2 separate regions of the Mus musculus genome follow, and region 2 is linked to region 1. A link is a contact called in public Hi-C data. All regions are on one chromosome and are shown on one strand. The core of a region is the stretch at or near the end of the contact, and the rest is flanking DNA. Distances in the headings are between cores, read along the strand shown.

Region 1 (5,594 bases), core at 1,280-3,779:
CAGTAAGAGATCTGGTGACCCTGACTGATGGTCAGAGATATGAAAAGATCTCAGACACAGCCTTGGAAACAGAATCGGCTGCCACTCGGGGTAACCTTGACAGATGGAGCCTCCTTAGTTACACCAAAACGACTCCTTGTGACCAAGTCTGTGTGGCACGTTGTGGTCTCCATCCCAGCCTGAGCCAGTGACTTCTGACTTCTGGACTCCTCACAAAGTTGCTTGAAATTAAATCACTTTCAAAGTAGAGACAATTCAAATCTATATTTTTAATCCATAAAATGTCAAGAACTAGTTCTTTTGTTTGTTTTGTTTGTTTTTGAGATAGGGTCTTACTATGTAGCCTTTGGGTGACCTAGAACTCACTATGTAGATCAGTCTGTCCTTGAACTCAGCAATCTGCTTGTCTCTGCCTCCTGAAGGTTGGAAATAACAGCTACCATGCCTGGCCAAAACTAGCTTTTCTCCCCTATCCCCCAGTACTGGGCATTGAACTTAGGGCCCTTCATATGCTAGGCAAGAACTCTACCACTGAGCTATATTCCCAGCCAGAACAAGTTCTCGGTCCTTTGTTAGCTGGGAAAGAGAAGGCTCAAATTCCCAGGCAGCACATGAGACCAGCCCGCTCTAAAAGGACAGATTGTGAGACCTATGGATCCAGGAAGACTGTGCCTGGGCAGAGAAGATGCATTCAAAAAGAGGGAGGGTGGCCGGGGAAGGAAATTGAGTTGCAGCCACAGGAAGATGTCTGGCCTGAAGGTCTCTGATCCTGGAGGCACTGCCCTGCTCTGCTGGGGGCATAGCCCTGCGACTCCGGAGAAAAGAACAGTCCACCTGACCAGGGCCGTTGGGGAAGAGCCGCTCAGCAGGAAATGCCAGGCAGAACGGGAACAATAGTGGGGTTTCTTTGGACCCTGTTTTCTTTGGCCTCTTAGCTGCCACCTGGCCCAAAGTTCCTCCTCCCCGTTCTTGCTTTTCCTTAGGCTCCACCCTCAGCCCCTGCTGGACACGTGTATCTTTTCTCTTCCTCTGTTGCACCCTAGGGCTCAATTACCCTAGGAGGCTTTTAAAACTGACCAAGACATGAGGTGACTTTCCTGGGCCTTGCTCTATGGCTGGTACGGTGCAACGGTGCAAAGTGCTCAAACACTAACCGTACGGGGTAGAGGGAGTGCAGCTCTTTTTCTGGGATCCTGAGGATGGGTCCTTGCCCTGCCCCCAAACCCTAGAAGGTCCTCCCTCCAATCTCCTTCTACACATGCCAAACCTGCGGAGGGGGAAGGTGGAGGGTTGGGAGAAGCAATGGAGAGGGTCTGGAAGCCCAAAGAAAAAAAGGACAAGAGGAAGCTGGGAACTAGAAAAATGTGTTGGCCAGTCCAAGAGTGCAAGGACTTGATGGAGTGGGGGTGGGGACGAGAAAAACCAACTGTATGAGTGTGCAAACTAGAAAGTGAGATAGGCCGGCAGAAACAAAGACCTGCAGATTGAAAGAGGCTAAAGGCAGGCGAACTAGATAGAGCTAGAAACAGTAATGGACAGCTCGTTTTAAAAAAAAGGAAGAAAACGTAGAAACGAAGAGTCAGAGAGACAGGCAGAAAGAGGAAGACTCAGAAGTCAAAGGGTGATAGACTGAGGAAAAGAGACAAGGCTAAAAGACTGGTGGGGAGAGGGCGCAGAAACGCAGGAACACATGGAGGGAGAGGGCCAGAGACACAGAAAGAGACAGAGAGACAAAGAGAGGTGGGGATGGGGGTACTGAGACTGTCACGTTGGGAGAAAGACCAACAGGGACAAGAAGCAAACAGCCACTCCGGAGGTCTAGTGTGACTAAAGTGATGGAGTTCTGGGTTGAAAACAGAAGAGGCCAAGACCCTTTCCTCTGACCCCAGTCTCAGGCACTTCCCTAAGCCCAAACAACCCAAATTGATCACCACCCCAGGGTCCCCAAGGGCTACCACTGAGAACGCCTCCTAGAGCCCGCTGCCTAGAGGCACCGCCACACGCGGCGTCGAGGATTGCCGAGCGCAGAGCAGGCTGGCACTGTACTCCCGATCCAACGCCCCCGCTCCTGCCGGGCTGGACCGGGGAGAGGCCCACGATCGCCGAACCGCCCCCGCCACGGGCGGATAAGGAGCTAAGAGGCGCTGTCCTCAGAGACTCTCATCACTCTGACCCGTCCGTGGGTGAGACCGACCGGGTCAAGATGCTCCGGTCGCGCGAGCCCAAGGAGGAGAAAAGGGGAAGGCTGCCGGCCGGCCCCGGACGCCGGTAAAGGCCGGCCGGAGAGGGACTTCCAGAGCTCGGTGCGAGAGGAGAGCCGGGACCGCGCTCAGCCGCCAGGAGAGCCCAGCACGCACGTCGACCAGGAGGGCGCGGGAGCAGCGCTGAGCGCACGATGCGCGCGACCCAGACCGCCGGGCCAGTCTACACTGCCGCGTGGGTCACGTGGCCCGGGCGGGTCCGCCGCTGTGCGGCCGGGGGGCCGGGGGTGCGCGGGGCGGGGGGCTGCGAGCGCGCGCCCGCCAGGCTCGCTCCCTGCGCGCTGCGCTGGCCTCTGGGCGCGGGAGCCGCCCCCGGCCCCCCCGCGCTCTGCCCGCCGCGGGGCGCGCGCCCTCTATATAGCGCGCCCCTGCCCGGTCCGCGCCAGGCCGCCTGCCACGGAGTGGGCACCGCACGTCGCGCAGAGCCCCGCAGACAGACGCCCGCCGCTGCCAGCGCCGCCCCGACGGCCGCCCCGCGACGCAGCCGCTGCCACCGGGCCCCCAAGGCCACCATGAAGAAGGAGGTGTGTTCAGTTGCCTTCTTCAAGGCCGTGTTCGCAGAGTTCCTGGCCACCCTCATCTTCGTCTTCTTTGGCCTGGGCTCGGCACTCAAGTGGCCCTCGGCGCTGCCCACCATTCTGCAGATCTCCATAGCCTTTGGCCTGGCCATAGGTACCTTGGCCCAAGCCCTGGGACCTGTGAGTGGTGGCCACATCAATCCGGCCATTACTCTGGCCCTCTTAATAGGCAACCAGATCTCTCTGCTCCGAGCCATCTTCTACGTGGCAGCCCAGCTGGTGGGTGCCATTGCTGGAGCAGGCATCCTGTACTGGTTGGCGCCAGGCAATGCCCGGGGTAACCTGGCCGTCAATGCGGTGAGTGTCCACCAGACTGTGGAGGGATGGGCAGGGACCCTGGGGACATTTCAGACCAGACCTTCCATGCTCCTCCATCTTGAGAATGGGTACAACCAAAACACCAGGGCATAACTTAGCCAGTAAGAGCAGGCTGACCAACCTCCTGGCCAACCTCAGTGCTCCCGGGTCCTGGCTTCTCTTCACATTCTCCCTCATCTACCCCTCCCTCTCCTATGCTGCATTCCCTGGCCTAACTCCCCAGGGCCGCCAAAACATCCCTTCCATCTCTAATCTCACCTGTGACTTCTTTCTTGTGACCCCCCTTGGTGGTGTAGTTTTAAGGGACCCACCAAGGAGCCATGGATAGTGATGGATGGAGGTCTGGAGCAACCGTGATCTCCCTGGGCTTCCAGTTTACTACCCATGACATGGAGGTGATCAGAGCACAGCCAGTGCCCTGGGGATTACACTTAGAAGCCATGATGTGATGCACCCCCAGTGCTGGCTCCCCCTTTTGTAACCCCTGCTCCTGCCCCCCTGCTGTCTCTCCATCTTTGCAGCCCTAGATTCAGCCCCCTGTCCCATGTGAACTGGGCTCATTAATCAAACACAGAGGAGGATTTTCTCGGCCATTGTCAAGCTGTGAGTCAGACACACTGGAGAGACGGGTTTGAAGTTGGCACCGGCAGCGGGTCAGGCATGGATAGGAGGCCAGGGGCTGTTTGCAGTAGGCAAACTGGGCAGCTGCCCACAGGAGGGAGGGTAAATGCCAGCTCATGGGGGCTGGGGATTGGGCAGAGCCGTTGACACGATGGCACCCAGGAAAACTTGCTGACACCCTACCCTCTGGCTACAGGCCTGAGCTTCAAGCTTGCGCACACTGAAGTGCAGTTTCTCCAACAAATCGCCTGTCTGGATCATGCAGGGGACTTGACTTCCAAGAGCTCAGGCTCTAGGTGTCCTTGAAGACCAGAACCTTACTTGTCTAGCCTGTCACCGAGCCTGAAGGCTGCTAGCAGGGTCCTAACCCAGCTCTTCCTTGCAGCTCAGCAACAACACAACACCAGGCAAGGCCGTGGTGGTGGAGTTAATCTTGACTTTCCAGCTGGCCCTCTGCATCTTCTCCTCCACGGACTCCCGCCGCACCAGCCCGGTGGGCTCCCCAGCCTTATCCATTGGCTTGTCGGTCACACTGGGCCATCTTGTGGGGGTGAGTAGTGCTGGCACAAACCGGGGTGTCATGGAGATGAACAGTGGAACCCCAGAATGCCAGCTCCTCCAGATAGATAAGACCCGATAGAGTTTAAGATCTGGTCTTGGGTATCTAAGCTGTAGCCTTACTGGACTCTAGGTTTGATGTTGCCCATCCCCCCCCAAGACCCTCCATGGACTGAGAAGCTGAGTAAGTGGAAGGGAGGGCGAGCACAGAGACTCAAGCCAGAGCAGGTGCTTAAGAAATGTGGTTTGGTGGGCAGCTGGGCTGCGTGGGCAGTCAGCATCCTAGGGACTGAGAAACCTGGATTTGAGGTGTGGCTGGTTCCCACACTGTGTGACCCTGAGAGAGAGTCAGAATTCTGTGGGAGTGGAAGGGATGGCACCCTCCTCACCGTGACCCCCCTATCTACCCAGATCTACTTCACCGGCTGTTCCATGAACCCAGCCCGATCTTTCGGCCCTGCGGTGGTCATGAATCGGTTCAGCCCCTCTCACTGGGTGAGTGCGGGCCTTCCCCCGGCTCCTGAAAACACGGCAGCGTACTGAACTGAAAATCCAGAATTGACTGGACATTCTGGGTGTTGTCGGACCAGATCTTGGGGGTTGGACAGAGAATGTCTTTAGAAGTACATGGGAGTGGGGGTGGGGTCTGTGTTAATCTGAGGACTTTGTCTGCCCCTCTGTGTATCTGTCCTCTGATGCTGTATTTATTTGTCCCTATGAAGATATTGGGGCTTGTTCTTCTGGGACTGTACCCCTTGACAGCGTCTCCATGTGTTAGCCAAGCTTGAAGCTACATCAGGGGGTCTGTGTTAATCTGAGGACTTTGTCTGCCCCTCTGTGTATCTGTCCTCTGATGCTGTATTTATTTGTCCCTATGGAGATATTGGGGCTTGTTCTTCTGGGACTGTACCCCTGGACAGTGTCTCCATGTGCTAGCCAAGCTTGAAGCTCCAAAAAGGATGGTAGAGCCTTGCTGGGCCCTGCATTTTGGAAGACACATGTTTTGGAGGCTCTGTCTGTCTCCTTAGAAAACTCACTTGCCTCTCTTTGGGGTGGGATTGGGAATCCTGTCTCTCCTGGGCTCTGCCTGCCTCCTTAGAGGGTCTGTGGTCCATGACCTTGTCAGTAAGGACTGGTTCACAGTAATCAGCCCCGGAGATGAAAGACACCGTTCCTTCTGGAGGCCTGGAGATCTATGCGTCCATTTCCTTTCAGGGTCCATGGGGTCTGTGCTCTGGTGGGGAAGATCATGGTCCCT
Region 2 (5,594 bases), core at 1,506-4,005, 210 kb after region 1:
AGTTCAAATCCCAGCAACCACATGGTGGCTCACAACCATCTGCAATGGGATCCTATACTCTCTTCTGGTGTGTCTGAAGACAGTGTACTCATATACAAAATCTTTAAAAAAAAAAAAAAAAAAGATACCCGTCCAGGACACATACCAACCAGTAACTTAAAAAAGCAACGGGCAATACGTAAGACTCAGAGAGCAAGCACCACCGTACCTTCGCTGTTTTGGAAGGAGAACTTTCCGGAAGACTGGAGGTCCTGGCGTCAGGACTCAGCGGCTTAGGGTGCATAGGCTGCTGGGCCTCGCTCTTCACCTGGGAGTTACCTGGTTAAGTCACAGAAGGCAGGCATATTAGAGTAGCTCACGCAAGCCTCAGGAAGAGAGTTTTGAAAAAGCAAAACATGGGTACTTCCCACCAGGGACTGACTGGTCCTTTTAGCATCAGGAGAAATACTGCTTCTCTGTTGAAGAAGGGCTAAACTGAAGGTGTCCTGGGCCCCGCTAGGACTCAGGCTGTCAGTGAGACCTTCTTGCCCTGCAGCACACAGCTGGGACCCAGACCATGCAGAACAACATTCTGCTCTGAAGCCTTAGCCACTTCGAAGCTGTGTATAGATTTTGATATGTTCCTGGTGGTTTGCAACCCTAGTAACTTCCAGGCTGGGAAAAAGAGAGACTGCATGTTGAGTCTTTTTTGTTGTTGTTGTTGTTGTTTTTGTTTGTTTGTTTTTTGTTTTTTTTTTTTCTGAGACAGGGTTTCTGGCTGTCCTGGACTTTTTTGTTTTTTGGTTTTTCGAGACAGGGTTTCTCTGTGTAGTCCTGGCTGTCCTGGAACTCGCTCTGTAGACCAGGCTGGCCTCGAACTCAGAAATCCGCCTGCCTCTGCTTCCCAAGTGCTGGGATTAAAGGCGTGCGCCACCACACCCGGCTCATGTTGAGTCTTTGTCAGTCATTGTTTGAAAAATTTTTTGACATAGGAGATATCTCCTGTGTAGCCCTGGATGGCCCAGAACTGTAATAATTATCAAGAAAAACTTTTCATTCTTTTATCAAGGGAAAAAAAAAAAAGAAAAAAAAGCATGCTGGCCACAGTGGTGCACATCTCCAGTCCCAGCACTGGGGAGGCAGAGGCAGGTTTGAGTTTGAGTTCGAGGCCAACCTGATCTACAGAGTGAGTTCCAGGACAGCCAGGGCTTCAGAGGGAGTCCCTAAATATTAGAATCAGAAGTGGTCCCAGTATCATAAGCGTGTGGCCCACGTAGGTCTGGGAGGCAGGATAGATCAACCTACACAGTGAGCTCCAGTGTGTAGTGAAACCGTGGTCAAAATCAGAGATGGCGGGCGGGCCGAACGTGGTGGCACACACCTTTAATCCCAGCACTCGGGAGGCAGAGGCAGGCAGATTTCTGAGTTTGAGGCCAGCCTGGTCTACAAAGTGAGTTCTAGGCCAGCCTGGGCTACAGAGAGAAAACCTGTCTCGAAAAACAAAAAAACAAAAAAAAAAAAAACAAAAAACAAAAAAAAAAAAAGAAAAAGAAAATCAGAGGTGGTAAGAGCCAAGTCAACCCCAAACCTTTTTTTAAAAATGTATTTATTTTTATTTATATATGAGTACACTGTATCCGTTTTCATATACACACACAAAAAGAGGGCGTCAGATCCCATTACAGATGGTTATGAGCCACCGTGTGGTTGCGGGGAATTGAACTCAGGACCTCTGAAAGAGCAGACAGTACTCTTTAACGCCGAGCCATCTCTCAAACCTTTTATCTTTGAGAAATCAGGCTTAAAATACTCCAAAACAGGATAAAAGTATGAAAATTTAGCACTTAAGTAGAAAAAAATCCTTAGGCCTTTAAAATGTTCTTCCAAAATTAATCCATCTCTCTTGAACAACCTCTGTCAAAGTAAAACGTCAAGATCTGCTTATGTAGCTTCGGACTTGGAAGAGTCTGGTACAGAAACAGGATAAGTTCAATGAGAGAAGTGTTGTTAAAAATATTCTTTCAGTGAGGGCTGGAGCAATGGCCCAGCAGTTAAGAGTGCTGGCTACTCCTCCAGACCCAAGGGATCTAATGCCATCTTCTGGCCTTGATCGATACTACAGGCTTGTGGTACACAAATGTATTTCAGGCAAACACCCATGCACAATAAATGAAAACCTCAAAAATTAAAATATTCTTTTTCTCTCATGTTAACCATATTTAATTTCTTTTTCTTTTTGGCTTTTCAAGATGAGGTTTCTCTGTGTAGGCCTGGCTGTCTTGGAACTCACTCTGTAGAACTCACTCTGTAGACCAGGCTGGTCTTGAACTCACAGAGATCTGCCTGCCTCACCCTTCCTAATGCTGGGGTTACCGGTGTGTGCCACCACTGCTGGCTAACAGTGTTTAACTTCTCCCTAAACTATGAATGTGTGAAGGGTGTTCCAGCACCAGCCCTTAGCACCCAGACCCTGATGAGATTGGTTGCTAGGTTTGGTACATTCTCTACAGACGATAGCAGGGGGAGGAGGACCCCGCCACAGAGCTCGGAGCAAATGCTTACAGGTGTCATCTTCAGCAGGGACAGAGAGGGCCACTAGACTATTCTCAGTTGTAGAAACCTACAAGAATAAAAAAGATTAAGGAGGATTAAGAAGCGCATTAAAAATACAAGCGCAAACCGGTGCCAGTTCCATAAAATCCTGCTGACTCCAGTTAGTCACTGGCAGCCTGCAGGGAAGTAACGGCCCCAGAACAGCTGAGCATTTAAACAACAGGCAGCAAAATGTCTTTTATGAGGATATTAACGTGCCTCTCAATTACAGAGGAACACTAGAGCAGACAGCACTCAGCTGCCAAGCCGGTATCATCTCCCTCATAAAGAACTTTCACGCCATATCTTAGGAAGAACACCCCCCCCCCCCGGCATTAAGAACAACCCCCCCTCAGATGGCGCCAAGTACACTCCGTGGCAAGGGAAAGGAAAGTATTTAAACCCAGGGGTTATTCTTACTCTTATTTTCCTGTTTTTTATGGAAAGGTTGAGACTTGGGAGGTGGAGGCAGGGGAATCAGGAGTTGAAGATAACCCCCTGCTATGTTGTGAGTTTGATGATAACCTGGGCTACAGTATACCATGTCTTAGAGGGGAGGGGAGGGGAGGGGAGGGAAGGGGAGGGGAGGGGAGGGGAGGGGAGGGGAGCAGAGCCAGTCTTGGAGAGTGGGCTCATTTTAAAGACTCAGATTTAATTCCCAGCACCTACATGGTGTCTCACAATCATCAATACAATACTCTAGTCTCAGGGGATCCAGCAACCTTTTATGACCACTTCAGGTGTCAGGAACAAACATGGTGTATAGACATACACACGCGCGCGCCCGTGCGTGTGCGTGTGTGTGTGTGTGTGTGTGTGTATGGGAAAACAGACCAAAACACTGCCATACCTTGGTGAAGGGTCGGGGTTGGTGTGTGTGTGTCTGTGTGGGATCAGGTTGGGGAAGAACAATAAAAACCAACAAAAAACTTCCAGTTTTTTTTTTTTTTAAACAAGAAGCAGACCCTATGTAGAGGTATATATCTCTTCCTCAGAAGCCATCAACTTTACATAAAAGTGTATATATATATATATCACTTTTATTTTTAAGTATATATATATCAAGGTCTTTAATGAGCTGAATACATTCACAATGGAGACTAGGTGGCTGGCCGACCACACCTGAATGCCAGCATTCCCCCCCTCCCACCCCCAGTCTCTTTTCACTACAGGAATTCTGCCTTGGCAGAGGATAAATCAGAAAAATCACAGTTGACGTTTAGCGAGTGTTTACTATATGCCAAGTATCGCACTGATGGCCTCACATGCAGCATTTCATTTGATGACATGAAATACTTTTCTCTGAAAGCCGTGCTTGGTTATAAAGAGGCCATTCCTGCTGGCAGGTTGGCACATGCCCGTAATCTCAACACTTGAGAAACCACAGAGAGAGGAGGGGCCAGAAATTCAGGGTCATCCTTGCTAACACAGCCTGTGCTACATGAGACCCTGTGACCCAAAACCAAAACCAAACAAGATGCTCAGCTCTTGAGAATCTGTAGGTACACCTTTCCTGGGATATTCTCTCCCCTTGAATCCGGTCCCCTTGAACCTGTGGGGGTACACGTAACGCTGACATCACTGCCCACCGGCAGACAGAGGTCATGAACTCAGAAACTTCCAGGCAGGAGTATCGGAGACCATGCTCAGACATCTCCTTGAAGGAAGAATAGCAGCTTGACAAAGCATGGTATTTCAAGAAAGTTTCCTTGGGGCTGCAGAGGTGGCTCTGCAGTTACGAGCACTGGCTGCTCCTTCATAAGACCTGGGCTCAATTTCCAGCAACCACGTAGCGGTTCCAGATGATCCAAGGCAGTCTTCCATTCCCAAAGGATAAATATCGCCCCCTCCCACTTGTGTGTGTGTGTGTGTGTGTCTGTTTTGCTTTCTTAAAGAACAGCTCCTATAGCACCAGAGTCCTTTTGCAGCAGACCGAAGTTTAAAACTGTGCTTAGGCACTGCTTAGCACGTGGTGGCGAGGTGCGCACCAAGGCTCTGAAATCCCACAGACTTGGACACAGTCATGTTCGCAGACTCACAGGTCGTGCGGGAAGAGTATCTGTTCTCTGCCCCTTCCCTCCCCACCCACTCTCCCAGTTATGATTCACTGCACCCCGTGCTCCTTTAGGCTGTAATTAAAATGTTCTGATCTTGCCGTTCAGCCTAGAGTTCTCATTTCAAATCAAACCAGCAGGAGGACAATCAGGAATTAAGCACAAAACACAGAATTAAAACCACGTGACCATGATTTTCCAGATAAGTATTTCTTCAGAGACGCCCCTTAGGTAACAAAGCAGGGAGGCATTTCAATGCTGCGGATTTTTTTTTTTTTTTTAATTTACAGACTATAAGGAAAATTCCAAACATATCTGCTGGTTATATTTGAGAAACAGCTTTCACTAGGCAGGCATGGGGAACTACACCTTTAGTCTCAGCAGTCAAGAGACAGAGACAGACATATCTCTGTAAGTTTCAGGCTAGCCTAGTCTACCCAGCAATTCCAAGCCATCCACGACTACAGGGAGAGAACTTGTCTCAAAAACATTTAAAAAAAGAAAGAAAGAAGAAGAGCCCACTTATACAGTTTATTGTTTATCTTATTATAAGATCCTTTTATTTTCTATGTAGGAGTGCTTTGCCTGCATGTATGTATGTGCACTATGTATGTTCAGAAGAGGGTGCTGGCTCCCCTGCAATTGGAGTTACACACAGTTGTGAGCTGCTATGTGGGGGCTAGGAATTGAACCCTGATCCTCTGAAGAACAGCCAGTGCTCTTAGCTATGGAGGCATCTCTCCAGCCCAGTCTGACATTGATTTGAGGAGTCTATGGTTGCCAAGTATGCTGTCTACATAAAGTTGTTACCTGCTACAACTAAGTTGTCCCTCTAATTGTGATTTGCTGAAACAGTCCCCATGCCTTCCCACCGATGTCTGATCGGCCTAGAAGGCTTTTCCAGATCTTGCCCTGGCCTCTTCCTTCTGCCTGTCTCTCATTCCTGACTATTTACGCGAATGCCAAATC

The links. A called contact is a pair of places that touch in the nucleus more often than the background predicts.
Region 2: a Hi-C map of cortical neurons shows a contact between it and region 1, with 3 times the contacts expected there. The contact joins the enhancer-like site here to the promoter of Aqp5 in region 1. A contact is called at or near these places in 7 of 39 promoter capture datasets (the C10 cell line, the HPC-7 cell line, HPC-7-derived erythroid cells and 3 more), 3 of 15 datasets of contacts at CTCF or cohesin (embryonic stem cells, large pre-B cells and stem cell-derived epiblast-like cells), 69 of 484 Hi-C or Micro-C datasets (the 63-12 cell line, the AML12 cell line, B cells and 38 more), 10 of 115 datasets of contacts at active chromatin or transcription factors (VIP interneurons, embryonic basal ganglia, embryonic forebrain and 6 more) and 3 of 9 other capture datasets (adipose tissue, embryonic stem cells and liver).

The regions. Positions count from the first base shown.
Region 1 is chr15:99,588,499-99,594,092 of GRCm38.p6, forward strand. It overlaps Aqp5 (aquaporin 5), which reads left to right and starts at 2,530. Exons shown (of 4, transcript NM_009701.4): 1 at 2,530-3,136; 2 at 4,164-4,328; 3 at 4,748-4,831. The coding sequence starts at 2,774. The region is part of intron 3 of Gm34765 (a long non-coding RNA gene); the gene reads right to left.
Region 2 is chr15:99,794,201-99,799,794 of GRCm38.p6, forward strand. Lima1 (LIM domain and actin binding 1) reads right to left here. Exons shown (of 11, transcript NM_001113545.1): 8 at 2,542-2,599; 9 at 209-318. Among named protein-coding and RNA genes, the nearest start is that of Gm25897, 6.1 kb to the right of the region's middle. Within about 2 kb of position 2,756, at least 16 of the 459 cell types and tissues checked have an H3K27ac peak or open chromatin away from gene starts, as enhancers often do. A contact at or near this core is called in VIP interneurons, cortical neurons and muscle stem cells, where this site is marked.